Linked DNA regions of Mus musculus: regions 1 and 2 are each linked to region 3. The links are chromatin contacts, called in public HiChIP or PLAC-seq and promoter capture Hi-C maps. All regions are on one chromosome and are shown on one strand. Each heading gives the region's core, a stretch centred on a gene start, on an enhancer-like site or on the middle of the called end of the contact. The rest is flanking DNA. Distances are from core to core; before and after follow the strand shown. Region 1 holds the start of Fem1a (fem 1 homolog a). Region 2 holds the start of Acsbg3 (acyl-CoA synthetase bubblegum family member 3). Region 3 holds the start of Safb (scaffold attachment factor B).

What was found. Promoter capture Hi-C pulls out the DNA fragments that hold promoters and counts their contacts. HiChIP or PLAC-seq counts read pairs in DNA pulled down with a chosen protein or histone mark.
Region 1: a contact with region 3 is called in an H3K4me3 HiChIP or PLAC-seq map of embryonic stem cells, with 13 read pairs. The contact joins the promoter of Fem1a here to the promoter of Safb in region 3. A contact is called at or near these places in 13 of 39 promoter capture datasets (the 3T3-L1 cell line, the C10 cell line, the HPC-7 cell line and 9 more), 1 of 15 datasets of contacts at CTCF or cohesin (the NIH/3T3 cell line), 5 of 484 Hi-C or Micro-C datasets (CD4 T cells, bone marrow-derived macrophages, cardiomyocytes and 1 more), 17 of 115 datasets of contacts at active chromatin or transcription factors (astrocytes, bone marrow-derived dendritic cells, bone marrow-derived macrophages and 13 more) and 2 of 9 other capture datasets (adipose tissue and liver).
Region 2: a contact with region 3 is called in a promoter capture Hi-C map of embryonic stem cells. The contact joins the promoter of Acsbg3 here to the promoter of Safb in region 3. A contact is called at or near these places in 2 of 39 promoter capture datasets (embryonic stem cells and liver).

What each region holds. Positions count from the first base shown.
Region 1 is chr17:56,254,220-56,258,695 of GRCm38.p6, forward strand. Fem1a (fem 1 homolog a) reads left to right here and starts at 2,574. Exons shown (of 1, transcript NM_010192.4): 1 at 2,574-4,476. The coding sequence starts at 2,690.
Region 2 is chr17:56,873,848-56,878,589 of GRCm38.p6, forward strand. It overlaps Acsbg3 (acyl-CoA synthetase bubblegum family member 3), which reads left to right and starts at 1,637. Exons shown (of 14, transcript NM_030141.2): 1 at 1,637-1,833; 2 at 2,241-2,549; 3 at 3,516-3,742. The coding sequence starts at 2,414. It overlaps Acsbg2 (acyl-CoA synthetase bubblegum family member 2), which reads right to left and starts at 600. Exons shown (of 15, transcript NM_001039114.1): 1 at 350-600.
Region 3 is chr17:56,582,559-56,587,096 of GRCm38.p6, forward strand. Safb (scaffold attachment factor B) reads left to right here and starts at 2,424. Exons shown (of 21, transcript NM_001163300.1): 1 at 2,424-2,792. The coding sequence starts at 2,604. Safb2 (scaffold attachment factor B2) reads right to left here and starts at 2,027. Exons shown (of 21, transcript NM_001029979.3): 1 at 1,716-2,027; 2 at 426-513. The coding sequence starts at 1,886.

The sequences.
Region 1 (4,476 bases), core at 1,324-3,823, 330 kb before region 3:
CCCACTTTCCTCCTGGAGCCTGGTCCTGGCTGCCGCCGCCCAGCTTCTAAGCTCCTTTCCTCCCCAAACCCCATCAGCAACTGTTTAGAGAATGAGCAGGTCCTCCCAGCCTGGGCTTGGCAACTCTGGGATCTGTGCTACCACCTTTTCTACTTTCTGGGTGCTTAAGAACATACGTATTAAAATATTAAGGGTCTGGAGAGATGGCTCAGCGGTTAAGAGCACCGACTGCTCTTCCAAAGGTCCTGAGTTCAAATCCCAGCCACCACATGGTGGCTCACAACCATTCGTAACAAGATCTGACGCCCTCTTCTGGAGTGTCTGAAGGCAGCTACAGTGTATTACATATAATAAATAAATAAATCTTTAAAAATATTAAATATATACACATGTATATGTGTACATAAACCAATATAAATAAACAATAATAAATATATAGTTGTTTTTTTTTTGAGACAGTTTCTCTGTGTAGCCCTGGCTTTCCTGAAACTCACTCTCTAGACCAGGCTGGCCTCGAACTCAGAGATCCAACTGCCTCTGCCTCCTGGGTTTTGGGATTAAAGGCATGCACCTGTGCCACCACAGCCTGGAGATATGCACCTAGTGGGAGAGCCCTGGTGAAGCTCTAATTGTCTGAGTCTCTTGCATGGCTAGTGCGTGCCAGAGGCTCAGCTGTGGCTCTACATGAGAGTTGCTGGTCAGGGGTTCCGAGGTGGCTTATGGCTATTCACACGCAGTGGGGTGCCAGGGGCAAGCAGCCTGTGCAAGACAAGCAAATGTCAGAAGCTGAAGAGGAGCTATGCAGAGCAGAGACAGGCTGAGGTATGGATAGACACAAGGTGCAGACAGGAGCTGGAGTGGCCACCAGCACAGCCCCCCCCCCCCCCAGTCTCCTTGGAGCTGACTCACTGCAGGCCTGAGGGAGTACAGAAAGACAAATCATATTGAAAACAAAGAAAAACAACTAGTGAGGTGGTTAGGCAAGCAAAGGTGCTTGCTGCCAAATCTGATGACCTGAGTTTGAGCCCCAGGACGCACACACGGTGGAAGAGGATGACTCCCAAGGGTTGTCCTCAGATCTCTGTGCCTGTGCTGCGGTGTGTGTGTGCACACACAATAATACAAATTTAAACTACATTTATTTTTCTTATTCTCTGTGTGTGTCCATGTGCTACAGAACATGTATGGATGTCAGAGGACAGCCCTTGGGAATCAGTTTTCATCTTCCATCACGAGGGTCCCGGGAATTGACATCAACCGGAGCTACATGAAATCCTACCTCAAACTGATCTTTAAAAAGACCTTGAGGAACTGGAGCAGTGGTTCAGCTGTGACTCTCAACCATAGGGATGCGCACACCACCAGTAACTCCAGCGGCAAAGATCCCGACGCCCTCTGCTGGCCTTGGCGGATGGAGGGAAAGCATGTGGCCTTTAAATTTTTTATTTATTTAATTTTATTTTATGTGCATTAGTGTAAGATCCCTTGAACTGGAATTACAGACCAGTTGGGAGCTACCATGTGGGTGCTGGGAATTGAACCAGAGTCCTTTGGATAAGTAGTCAGTGCTCTTGACCACTGAGCCATCTCTCTAGCCCCGCATGTGGCTCCTTAAAAAAAGAAGAAAGAAAGAAAAAGAAAAGCTAACGTGAAAATCGAGACTGCCTAACATTTCTGCAAATAGCTAAAGGCGAGTTGGGGTGCGCTGCCAGCTCAAGATCTTACACTCGGCGCGCGCCCCCTGCTGGTCAGCAAGCCTTTCGTAGAAGCCCTTCGCCTTCCACCTCGCTCCGGATTGGCTGGGAGTTGCCTTTGTTGCCCGCTGGGAAATGTAGTCCGCAAAGGAGGCGGAGGCCCATTCATTTCCTGCCTGCGCGACCTCGAAAACCGGAAGTACAGCACCACGCTACCCTGGGTCGTCCGCAAGGGCCGCCGAGCCTTGCCCGATACGAAGGGAGGCTTTTTATTTACATTTCGTCTCGCGGGTGCCCCACGGCGCTGTGGGAAGCGAATTCCTTTTTCCCCCACTTCATGTTTTCCTGTGGATTCTGACATGAATGACAGAATGCACATTATCACCTGGCCAAGCTGCTCAGAGCCCCTCAAAACATGGTGTATTTCCATGATGGGAACTGTAGTCTTTCAATGGTACCTCGCCCAGTATTCTTCGAGCTAAAGCTCGGACTTCTTGCCCTGTCTAGAGTCTGTGTCAGTGACAGTAACCGGAAGTATGTCATCAAATACTCAGGGTCACATACAACTTTATAGACTTGCATGGTAGGAATTGAAAACTGAGACCCTTTTGAGAGACGTCCTTTTGGGAACTGAGTGAGAACATGCTGCCGGCAATCTCCGCCTTAGAGTCAATACCAGGAAGTATGTCACCACATTTCCCAAGGATCGCACTAACCATTGGCCTTGCTTGGCGGAAATTGCCGTCCTGTCACCGGTTCCCCCCTATCCCTTTCGGGAAATGTAGTTTTTTCGCTTTTCTGATTCCAGTATCATTCGGCGGGCGATCGCTCATAGGACTCCATTTCCCAGCATGCCTGTGCACACTCTGTCCTCGCCCCTTCGCGGCGGCCATTTTATTCCTCCCGGAGACCCGCTAAGATGACAGCCCGGGAGAAGGTGAAGGTTGTCTCTGGCGACCGGCGGCCCGGCTAGATCCAGCAGCGAGGCTTCCAGCATGGATCTGCACACAGCGGTGTACAATGCGGCGCACGACGGCAAGCTGCCGCTGCTGCAGAAGCTGCTGGCCGGCCGTGGGCGTGAGGAGCTGGAGGAGCTGCTGGGTGAGGTGGCCGGCGGTGGCACGCCACTGCTAATCGCAGCGCGCCGTGGACACCTAGACGTGGTGGAGTATCTGGTGGACCACTGCGGCGCCAGCGTGGAGGCGAGCGGCTCCGTGCACTTCGATGGCGAGACCATCGAGGGCGCGCCGCCGCTCTGGGCAGCGTCGGCCGCGGGTCACCTGGCCGTGGTGCGTAGCCTTCTGCGCCGAGGCGCCTCGGTCAACCGCACCACGCGCACCAACTCCACGCCGCTGCGCGCCGCCTGCTTCGACGGCCACCTGGACGTGGTACGCTACCTGGTGGGCGAGCACAAGGCGGACCTGGAGGTGGCCAATCGCCACGGCCACACGTGCCTTATGATCTCCTGCTACAAGGGCCACCGCGAGATCGCGCGCTACCTGCTGGAGCGCGGCGCACAGGTGAACCGGCGCAGCGCCAAGGGCAACACCGCCCTGCACGACTGTGCAGAATCTGGCAGCCTGGAGATCCTACAGCTGCTGCTGGGCTGCCACGCGCGCATGGAGCGCGACGGCTATGGCATGACCCCGCTGCTGGCCGCCAGCGTCACCGGGCACACCAACATCGTGGAGTACCTCATCCAGGAACAGCCGGGCCACGAGCAGCTCTCAGGGACAGAGCTTCCCGGGGAAGGCTCCTCCCAGGTGGCAGGAAACCACTGCTCCACCCCAGAAGAAGCAGAACCGTATGAGAGCTGCTGCCCTACCAGCCGGGAAGCAGCTGTGGAAGCTTTGGAGCTGCTGGGTGCCACCTACGTGGATAAGAAAAGGGATCTGCTTGGAGCCCTGAAGCACTGGAGAAGGGCGATGGAACTCCGTCACCAGGGTGGAGGCTACCTCCCTAAGCCGGAGCCCCAGCAACTGGTTCTGGCCTATGACTATTCCAGGGAGGTGACTACACCCCAAGAGTTGGAAGCCCTCATTACAGATCCTGATGAAATGCGGATGCAGGCGCTGCTGATACGGGAGAGAATCTTGGGCCCCTCACATCCTGACACTTCATACTACATACGGTACCGGGGTGCTGTCTATGCGGACTCCGGGAATTTCGAGCGCTGTATCCGTCTGTGGAAGTATGCCTTGGACATGCAACAAAACAACTTGGAGCCCCTGAGCCCCATGACCGCCAGCAGCTTCCTGTCGTTTGCAGAGCTCTTCTCCTACGTGCTGCAGGACCGCTCGGCCAAGGGCAACCTGGGCATGCAGCTTGGCTTTGCCGACCTCATGGGTGTGCTCAGCAAAGGGGTTCGGGAAGTGGAGCGGGCTCTGCAGTTGCCCAAGGAACCGGGTGACTCCGCACAGTTCACCAAAGCCATTGCCATCATCCTCCACCTTCTGTACCTATTGGAGAAGGTGGAGTGCACCCCCAGCCAGGAACACCTCAAGCACCAGACAGTCTACCGCCTGCTCAAGTGTGCCCCTCGCGGTAAAAACGGCTTCACCCCACTACACATGGCGGTGGACAAGGAGACCACCAACGTGGGCCGGTATCGTGTGGGCGTCTTCCCATCGCTGCAGGTGGTCAAGGTGCTGTTGGACTGCGGAGCAGACCCTGACAGCAGGGATTTCGACAACAACACCCCACTGCACATCGCTGCCCAGAATAATTGCCCGGCCATCATGGATGCTCTCATCGAAGCTGGGGCCCACATGGACGCCACCAA
Region 2 (4,742 bases), core at 387-2,886, 290 kb after region 3:
ACAAATACACAAAATGGACTTCAGACATCCCTTGCATGCGGCAGACACGGTAGGACCCTACAGACACCCAAAACAATGCACATTGCCACAGTGCCACGGGGTCTCTGTCTGTTGTTTGACACTGAGTACGGCAGGTGCTGGTGCTGCAGGTGGGCTCGTCCACGTTCAGCTTTTATGGTGTTCAGCTACAGGTTCTAGAGCCTAAGTCCTCACCTTTAGTGCAGGAGTATAGGGAGCTTAAGGCAGTCTTGCCTTCTTAGGGAAAAACTAAACTCTGGCCTTCCCTAAATGTGGGCTCCGTTCTGTCACGGTCACGTGCCCCACGCAGAGATCCTCTCAGGAACCTTACCAACTTTCACAAGGTGGCCAGGTGTCACAGATGGAGACATCTGGTCAGCAAGGTAGTTCTCCTTCCACAGAGTTGGTCAGTGGTGGGTGGTCCCAGAAGCGTGTGTGTGTGTGTGTGTGTGTGTGTGTGTGTGTGTGTGTGTATGTGTGTGTGTGTGTTGTCCCCTTCTTGCTCTGGTCACCCCTCAGTCTAGCCAGGGTGATGGTGGTAGATGGGTTCCCACCCAACACAACTCCATAATTCAGGCTTCTGGAACCTTCTGCTCAGGACACCCCTTATGACATCACTGGCCGTCCTCCCCTGCACCCAGCCTCAGGAGAAAAGTACTCCCTGGGGAAGGGGATTGTAAGCTTCCTTCACCCATCATTCCCTCATTCATTCATTCCTTCCTTCATTCATGCATATAATCTTCAGCCACTCACCAGTGTACTTACTCATCTATTCATTCATTCATTCATTCATTCATTCATTCAGATATCTGTATGTGCTTGAACAGTTTTTCCAGCTCCAGTGTTGAGCACTGTGCATTACATTCGATAGAAATAGAAATGAAACCAGACAGGGCCATTCAAGAACCTATGGGGAGTCTCAAAACCAAAAAAAAACAAAAAAACAAAAAAACTACCATAAAGGGTCTGGCACTGTAGCCCAGTGGGTAGTGCTCAAATAGCATGTGCAAGGTCTGGGATTCCAAGCATCACATGAATGGCATGGCACATGCCTGTCAAACCAACACTGGGGATGGTGGAGGCAGGAGGACCAAGGTCATCCTTGGCTACACAGGGAGTTAAAATGTAGCCCAGGCCATATGCACATGCATTTACACTGTGAAACCGTCATCACCATCCAGTTCTAGAGCCTTCGGTCTCCCCAGTCTGAAGCTCTGCCCCAATTCAGTGCTCACTCCCCTCCTTTCCCAGGTCTGCACCACCCACTTCCTGTCTCTGTGACTTGCTCTGGGGCCTGCAAGTGCGACCCTGGGGTATGTGCCCTCGTCTGGCGTATTTCACTGGACAGGGTCATCATCGTTCCTCCACGTTGGCATGGGCATCTTTTCAGGATGTCCTCTCAGCCTGGAGTGTCCACACCCTTGCTCCCTCCTCTGTCAGTGACCATGAGCTAAGAAGCGTGGCTACTGTGTGGATATGGCTGTGTGACAGACCTGAGTCTCTTATTTCAATGGTTTCTGGTGTATGACCAGAAGGGGACCTTGGGTCATGTTGCCATCGTGGCCCTGGCTTACGGAACACAGTGATGTCACAACAACTGCCTTGAAATGTAGAAGGGAATGTTCTGGAGGATGTCCAGTCTGGGGGGCTGCGTGTCCTTCTGTGGCTACAGTGGGAGGTGGTGACAGAGCTGGACAAGAGTCACCACTGTCGTACCAGTTGATAAAGTGGCAGCCTGTGGTGGGGAGAGAGGGCTGAGGACAACAACATCTGCCCCAGCCTCTCAGGAAACGCCGGTGCCACTAGGCACAGAAGGTCCTGGAAACTCTATTCTTTTCTCCTCCTTTCCTCTCCCTTCTTTTCTACTCCCCTCTCCAGAGTCCCATGTAGCCCAGGCTACCCTTGAGTTCACACAGCACTCAACCACTGGAGAACATGAGTTCAGTCCTCTCTCCCACAAAAAAAGCTGGGTGCAGCAGCATACACCTATAACAGGAGACCCCTACTGCTCACTGGCAGTCAGCTTAGTCAATAGGCAAGCTATGGGCTCGGGAAGGGAGAGGTGTGGATGGTCACTGCCAGACAGGCCTCAATGGAAGGAACATAGCTGAGGAAGAAGAGATTTGCTGACGACCTCTGTCTAGCTTCCACAGGTCTGCATACACGCCACACACAAGGAATGTCCCCCACTAACACCCAGCTTGTTTTATTTCTTTTGCCAGCATCCACTCCTGCTCCCTTATCCTGGTCTGTGAGGTTCCTGTCTTTCTCTGGCCAATTCCACCACCATCCACCCCGCCCTTTGAGGAAGCAGACACCCCACTGTGGACACCTGGTCCTCTGCCCTCTGTAACTGTGTGCGTGAACATCTTTGTGCTGGGTCTGTGTCGTGGGAATGACTGACCCTAAGGAATCAGATAACCTTCAGACCTCCAGGAGGATCCTGAAAACCAAAACCATCTTGAAGAACAAAATTCACAGTGCAATATCGAAGAAGGCACAAGCAGATAACTTTGAGATACTGACCCCAGGTGGGAGCCCTGCCCCCCACCCCGTGCAGGGAGAGGGTGGGGGTGGCAGCAGGGTCCTCTTGTCAGCCCAGGCACACTTCTGGGATCAGTAGTAGAGCAGCACTGGTCTACTGGGGTAGGTGGTCAGTGGCCGTTGAAGTCCTGTGGAGAGGGCTTAAGTAACCGGGGGAAGGAGTAAGGGTGATACCTATGGCCATGTGACCTTTGCCAGGGCGATCATGTGACCAACCATCAAGGCCTTGTCCATTTGGGAACAGTAACCCTGACTCCATGTTCTCCTTTCTGTGGGTCAGGGAGCAGTGAACAGCACTCCTGTCCTTTGTCCCAGTCTTTTGGAGTGACCTTTGACCTCCATCCACCTGAGGTGGTGGAGGGTGGAGGGTGGGGGACTGTTGCTGTAAATCTCTCCAACCCAAATATGCCCCAGCAATGAAAACACAACACCATTAATATGAAGACATGCTGTATGCCTAGATTGGGCAGATCTACCGCTACACTACCGTCTTCCACATCTATGAGACCCCTTAGAACTCGAGGTATCTCCAGGCCATGTGCTTCTGCTCTGCTTTTCTTCTTCTTCCTCCTCCTCTGCATCCTCTCCCTCTTCCATTTTCTCCTTCTCTCTCTCCCACCTTCAATTCCACCTTCCCTTTTATCTGCCCAATCATCAGCTCTCCTTTATTTTACAAATTAAGGCGGGAAGCAAGTTTACTGGAAATCACCTGAGTGCTGACTCATTCCTTGTTCACGGCCTCTCACAGGAGAACGGAATTGACATCAAATATAATTAGCCCCAGGGCTATCCACAACAGGGGACAGTGACAATGACTCCCTGTTCTTCCTCCGATCTTCGTGGGGGAAGTGACTTCTGACCTTCTGCCCTGTTCTGGGGAGAGTGGTTCTCTGTCCTCCCGAGGACCTCATCTCTCGTCCCAACAAATGGAGTGACCTCTGACCCCGCCACAGGTTCCAGCTACTGGACATCTAAGCGAGAAGGCCAGGTGCAGCTGCGCATGGGCAAGGACCCACTAGATAACGAGCCTCCGGTCACAGTTCCCGACTTGATCATGAGCGCGGCCACTAAGTACTCACACTACCTGGCGATCGGTTCCAAGTACAAGAAAAGCTGGCAACTGCTCACCTACATCGAGTACTACGAGGCCTGCCGGCGTGCTGCCAAGGCCTTCCTCAAGGTACGGCTCCTGTGCAAGCAAGTCCACAGGTGACACATCCCTCTCCTGCGCATTCTTGCCCCTCTAGCACCGCTGTGTGTTATGGGCGGAGCTCACTTGCGGTTTGCGCTCCACTTCAGGTTGCTCATTCCCACTAGGAGTGTCATGCCACCATTAGTCACGTGTGAATTGTTTGTCACTCTGTGTCTCGTCTCAGTTTCCTCAAGTACAAGATTTCATTTTGCATATCAAATGTGCATTAATGTGTGTGTAATTAGACATGGATAATAGTTTTGTTTCTGTGTTACACATATTTTGTGTCTTTAATCTTTTTGTTTGTTTGTTTGGTTTTGGTTTTTTTTCAAGACAGGGTTTCTCTGTGTAGCCCTGGCTGTCCTGGAACTCACTCTGTAAACCAGGCTGGCCTCGAACTCAGAAATCCACCTGCCTCTGTCTCCCAAGTGCTGGGATTAAAGGCGTGCGCCACCACTGCCCAGCTGTGTCTTTAATCTTGTATGTGCATTTATACAGAGCTGTATCAGGTATACCCACTGTTGTATATATATCCATATACATATTAAAATCTAGAGTGTGCATATACGTAAATATGAAAGCTTTCACACATATGTGTTGCATGTATAATGTATGCTTTCCTATATGCAACATATACAAATAGGGGCTGAATGTGGCACAGTGGTTAGAGCACTGGCTGCTCTTACAGAGGACCAGGGTTCAATTCCCTAAAACCACATTGTGGCTGACAACCATCTGTAATGAGATTCGATGCCCTCTTCCGGTGTGTTTGAAGACAGCTACAGTGTACTCATATACATAAAATGAATAAATAAATCTTTTAAAAAATAATATTGAAAATTATATTTAATGTGTTTATATATTAACTTTATAAGGTCTGTATCTTTCACTAATTTTTAAAAATGTGGCCAGATGCTGGGCACTGGTGGTGCACACCTTTAATCCCAGCACTCAGGAGACAGAGGAGGTGGATCTCTGTGACTTTGAG
Region 3 (4,538 bases), core at 1,174-3,673:
AAGATGGAGGACACTGGTCCTCACAGGTCAGCAGCCCAGCCAAATCACTATGTAGACAGATGGATCAGCGGTTAAGAAAGAGCACTAACTGCTGTCATACAGGATGGGCTTCAGCTCCCAGGAATCACATGGAGACTGGTAACCATTCCTGACTCCAGTTCTAAGGGGTCCAAGACCTGCTTCTGACCTCTGTGGGCACCAAACACATGTGCATTCACATGCAGGCAAGCGCGCACACAAACACACACACACACACACACACACACAAAATAAACCTTAAGACAAAAACAAAACCTAAGGTGGACACAATGTGACACTATGGCTGTCCCACACACATGCACATCTAAGTATGCATATTACACATACACAGAGCAGAGCAGACACCCATTCCCCAGGCCCAGCGTCAAGCACAGGCAGTTAAGTACCTTTGGTGTTTCTCTTTACAGCCCTCTTGCTCACAGCTCCCCAGCTGATTCCAACCTCCTCAGGTTCTTGTCCTTCCTCCTTAAATGCCTGATGGGAAAGAGTATGAAGTTTTAAATAAAGTTATCTTTTAGGAGGGGTTGACACAAAGTGTTCTTTAAGAAGCAACTTTGCAGTTGCAAGTGTTCACAATCTAGCTTAAGACCACATTTAGCAGCCAGCTCCCCTTCCCTGCTCAAGACCCAAAACCTAGAGAAAGGGAAGCTGAAAGCTTGGGTTGCAGAGTCACTGTCAGCAGGTTGTGGTCATACATGACCTGGCAGCTTGTAGCCCTAGATGTAATCCCCAACCCAAGACAAAAAAATAGAATAAAATCCAAGTATTAACCCCAAATCAGGGTTGGTGACCGCTCATCTTGTGTGCTCTTTCATCAAACACAGGGATGATGGTAGGAAACCTGTCCTTGATTCAGGCAGGGCAAAGAGCTGAATGGGGCGCTCAAAAGGCCTCCCATAACAAAGCAAACCTTTAATTCCAGCATTTTGGAAGTGAAAAGGGGGGGCAGGAGACCAAGAGCTGAAGTCTAGTCTGGGTTTCACAGCAAGTCCAAGGCCACACTGGGCCACAGTAGCTCTCCAAAAAAAGTTTTGCGTGGGAGGGGAGGCGCTGATTTTTGATAAGGAAAAACAACATAGACCGAAGAAGAAAGCGCTGGCCAATTTTCCCTCAAAGTATTCTGGCGCCTTCTACTTGCAGCCAATCAGGAGTCCCTAACCCTCAAGGACCCTGTTCCACAGAGGCAAGCTTGTGTCAAGCGCTGAAGGGCAGTAGACAAGACTTCTTGTCTAGGGGGAGGAAAGTGACATCTTACGCTGACTCGAGATGACAACTAGGCTCCAAGACCAGGGAAGCGCGAGGGGACCGGACCTGGGAGCGAACATGGTCTGTGCAGAGACACTGGGCACCGCCAACAGTGGGGTTGACTGATAGATTCCCCAGAAGAGTAAAACTAGGGTGGCGGAAAAGACAGCTGCAGGTGCAAGGTCATCATGGAGACGTGCCCAGAGCCACCCGATTACTCAACAAGGCCCGGCTTCCTGCAAATCCCGGGGCAAGTGGGAGGCGAGACACAGAGAGGGGCAGCGACTAGTAAAGGTCACACAGCCTCGGCTGCTTCGGTAACTGACAGCACAGACCGAAGTCGGGGGGGGGGGCTCGGGGTGGGAAGGCCGGCCCGAGTCTGCGCGGGCAGTTACGTGCCCGGGTCCACGGCGCCACTCGGGTTCCCTCACCTTCCTCAGCCGCTCCATCAGCACGCTCTTGTTGCCTCCCGTATCCAGGTTCCGCTTTTTCAGCTCCGCCCTCAGGTCGATCACCCGCAGGTCGCTGAGCCGCCGCGTCCCACTCTCCGAGGCGCCCGGACCAAAGGCGGGGTCGCCCGACCCGGTCCCGGGTTCCGCCATCCTCGCTTCCGCGACTTCCCAACTCGCTCCGGAACCCCCTCCACTCGCTGGCACCAGCTGTGGCGGCTCGGAGGTAGTACAAAATGGCGCTGCCGAAGAGGAAAACGCACTCGCTTCCTCCCGCCTCCCTTTGCGGCTGCGCAGGCGCACAGCTCTGACGCACCTCCTAGGTCGCACGCCAAAGCAGTCTCGAGCCTCGCGGGTACAAGTGCACATGCGCAACCGGTCGTAAGCCCCCCCTCCCCCCCCCCCCCCCGGCCCCGTCGCCACCCTCTTTTTAATGCGCACGCGCACCGCCTCGCTACGCTCACTGACCCCCGTTTGCCTCTCGCAGCGTTGCCCGGCTGCGCACGCCACCGCTCTACGGCCAGCGCTCCGACAGTGATGCGCAGGCGCACGACCTGTAGCACGCATGCGTCTTGGTCCGCGGCCAAGCGCGAGCCGGCGAGGCGCGCCTACGTCGTCTCTGCCGCCGCGCACACTGCGCTTGGGTAAAGGCGTCTGAGAGCGTAGGGCTCGCGCCGGCGGCGCCTGCGCAGTGTCGAGGTGCGCCTCCGGGGAGGCTGAAGCGGTTCCCTCTCAGGCGGCGCCATTTTGTGGTAAGAGGGCCGAGATTCAAAAAAATAATAATAATAACAAATCAAAAAAAAAACACACTCACGCAAACCCACTGACCCGGTTCTGTGTGAAGTGGGCGACGGAACCAGGGTCCCTGGAATGGCGGAGACTCTGTCGGGTTTAGGAGACGCGAGTGCGGCGGGCGCGGCGGCCGTGAGCTCCGCGGCGTCAGAGACCGGGACGCGGCGGCTCAGCGACCTGCGGGTGATCGACCTGCGGGCGGAGCTGAAGAAGCGGAACCTCGACTCGAGCGGCAACAAGAGCGTGCTGATGGAGCGGCTGAAGAAGGTGAGGTTCGCGGGGGGGAACCCCATGGTCGCCATGGCGACACCCACCGCCGGGCCCGGAGTGGCCCGTTGGCCTTCGCGCTGGGCGCTAATACTGGGGCTCCGCGGGCGCCGGGTGCAAGGATTCGAATCTCGACGCCCCCAGCGATGCGACCAGAGGGAAATAACACCACGAACGGGTTCGGGGGATCGATGACACCGCGTTCCCTGTACTGCTTAGTCCCAACCCCAAAGGGGGATGAAGGGGACTCGGCCAAGGTCATCCAGTGGGGTCAGCTTGTGGCGGGATTCGATCCCAAGTCCCTTTTCGGCCCCCGAGGCAGAACAGGTGGTTTTTGTTTCTTTTCTTTTCTTTTAATCTGGGAAGACACAGTGACGTTGGGGGCAGGGGTGGTGGAGATGAAACATGAGAAACTCTCAGAGTTCGCAGACAGCCGGAGGATGTAGGTAGCCCAGGGAGACAAAAAACAAAAACAAAGCGGAAAAATAAATTGTTTCTAATTCTTTGCTAGAACTAAGCTAGGGGAAGATACGAGATGGAAGGAAAGAACGTTTTTTTCTGTTGATAAAGGTAAGTCAGATGTGAGTTCAAGGCCAACCTGGGCTGTAGAGGAGTTCCAAACCAACCTGAATATTAGAGTTCAGGGCTAGCTAAGCCTTTTTCAAAGTATAAAGTAGGTCCAAGAGCTACTCATTTGGTAGTGTGCTACTCATTTGGTATTGTGCTTACCTTGCATGCACAAAACCCTAAGTTTTATCCCAAATACTTCCTAAGGCCGGGAGTGGTGGAGGCAGAAGGATCCTAAGTTTGAGGCCATCTTGGGATGCGTGAAAGCCTTTCTGTAAAACATAGTAGGTTTTTGTTTTGTCTCTTTTTTTTTTTAAAAAAAAAGGGGTTGGACACATAGATCAGAGGTAACATGCTTGCCCAATATTGCAGAGGCCCTTGGAACCATCTGCCACACAACTGCTATAACACTCCATTCTGTGTGGTCAGGTGGGAGTCGGAGGATTTAGTTCCAGCCTCAAACTGAGCCCCCTGAGAAAGAGGCTCATTTCTATTGCCTTCCTTTGTGGCCTAGATTCTCTGTCAGGAAGACCTTTAACCTCTTCTGAGTGTCCTCAGATCAAGGCAGTAGTAGCTTGCCTTCAGGGTAGGGTAGGCATTGCTTGGCTTGCAGTCTAGTCCAGGTAAACAAGCTCAGTCTCCACAGGGCCCCCTTTTGGCTTTTGTAGTTGTTTACTCCACCTTAGAAAGCAGACTTTGTTTGTGTTACACCTTGAAAAGCTGTCCCCTCTAGCTTTCAGACATTGTCATCTGCCCAGTCATCCCTTGCACAAGGAACTGGAGATTTAACCCTCCTAGATCCATCCAAAGTCAGTCACCAGTTGCTGTTGAGAGAAGACACTGTGACAAGCAGAGAGGGCAGCAGTGTGAAGGCCTGAGCTCTGTGCCCAGCACCAACAGTAAAGGTCAGGTGGGGTGCCAGCCGCAATCCCAGTGCTCACAGACACAGGACGATCCCTGAGGCTCACTGCCTGACTAGTCCAGTCAAGTCTGTAAGACAAGGTGGATGGTACCTAAGAGAAAGCTGAGGTTGTCTTCTGGCCTCTCATGTACTGTGAACATGTACAGCATATAACATTACTTGCTTGTGAGATGAGGTGTGGAAGTTAGAGGCCAGGGCAGGCACACTACCTACTGAACGTCAGGCACTCTTTTCAGTTGGTTTGGTTTGGTGGCTTT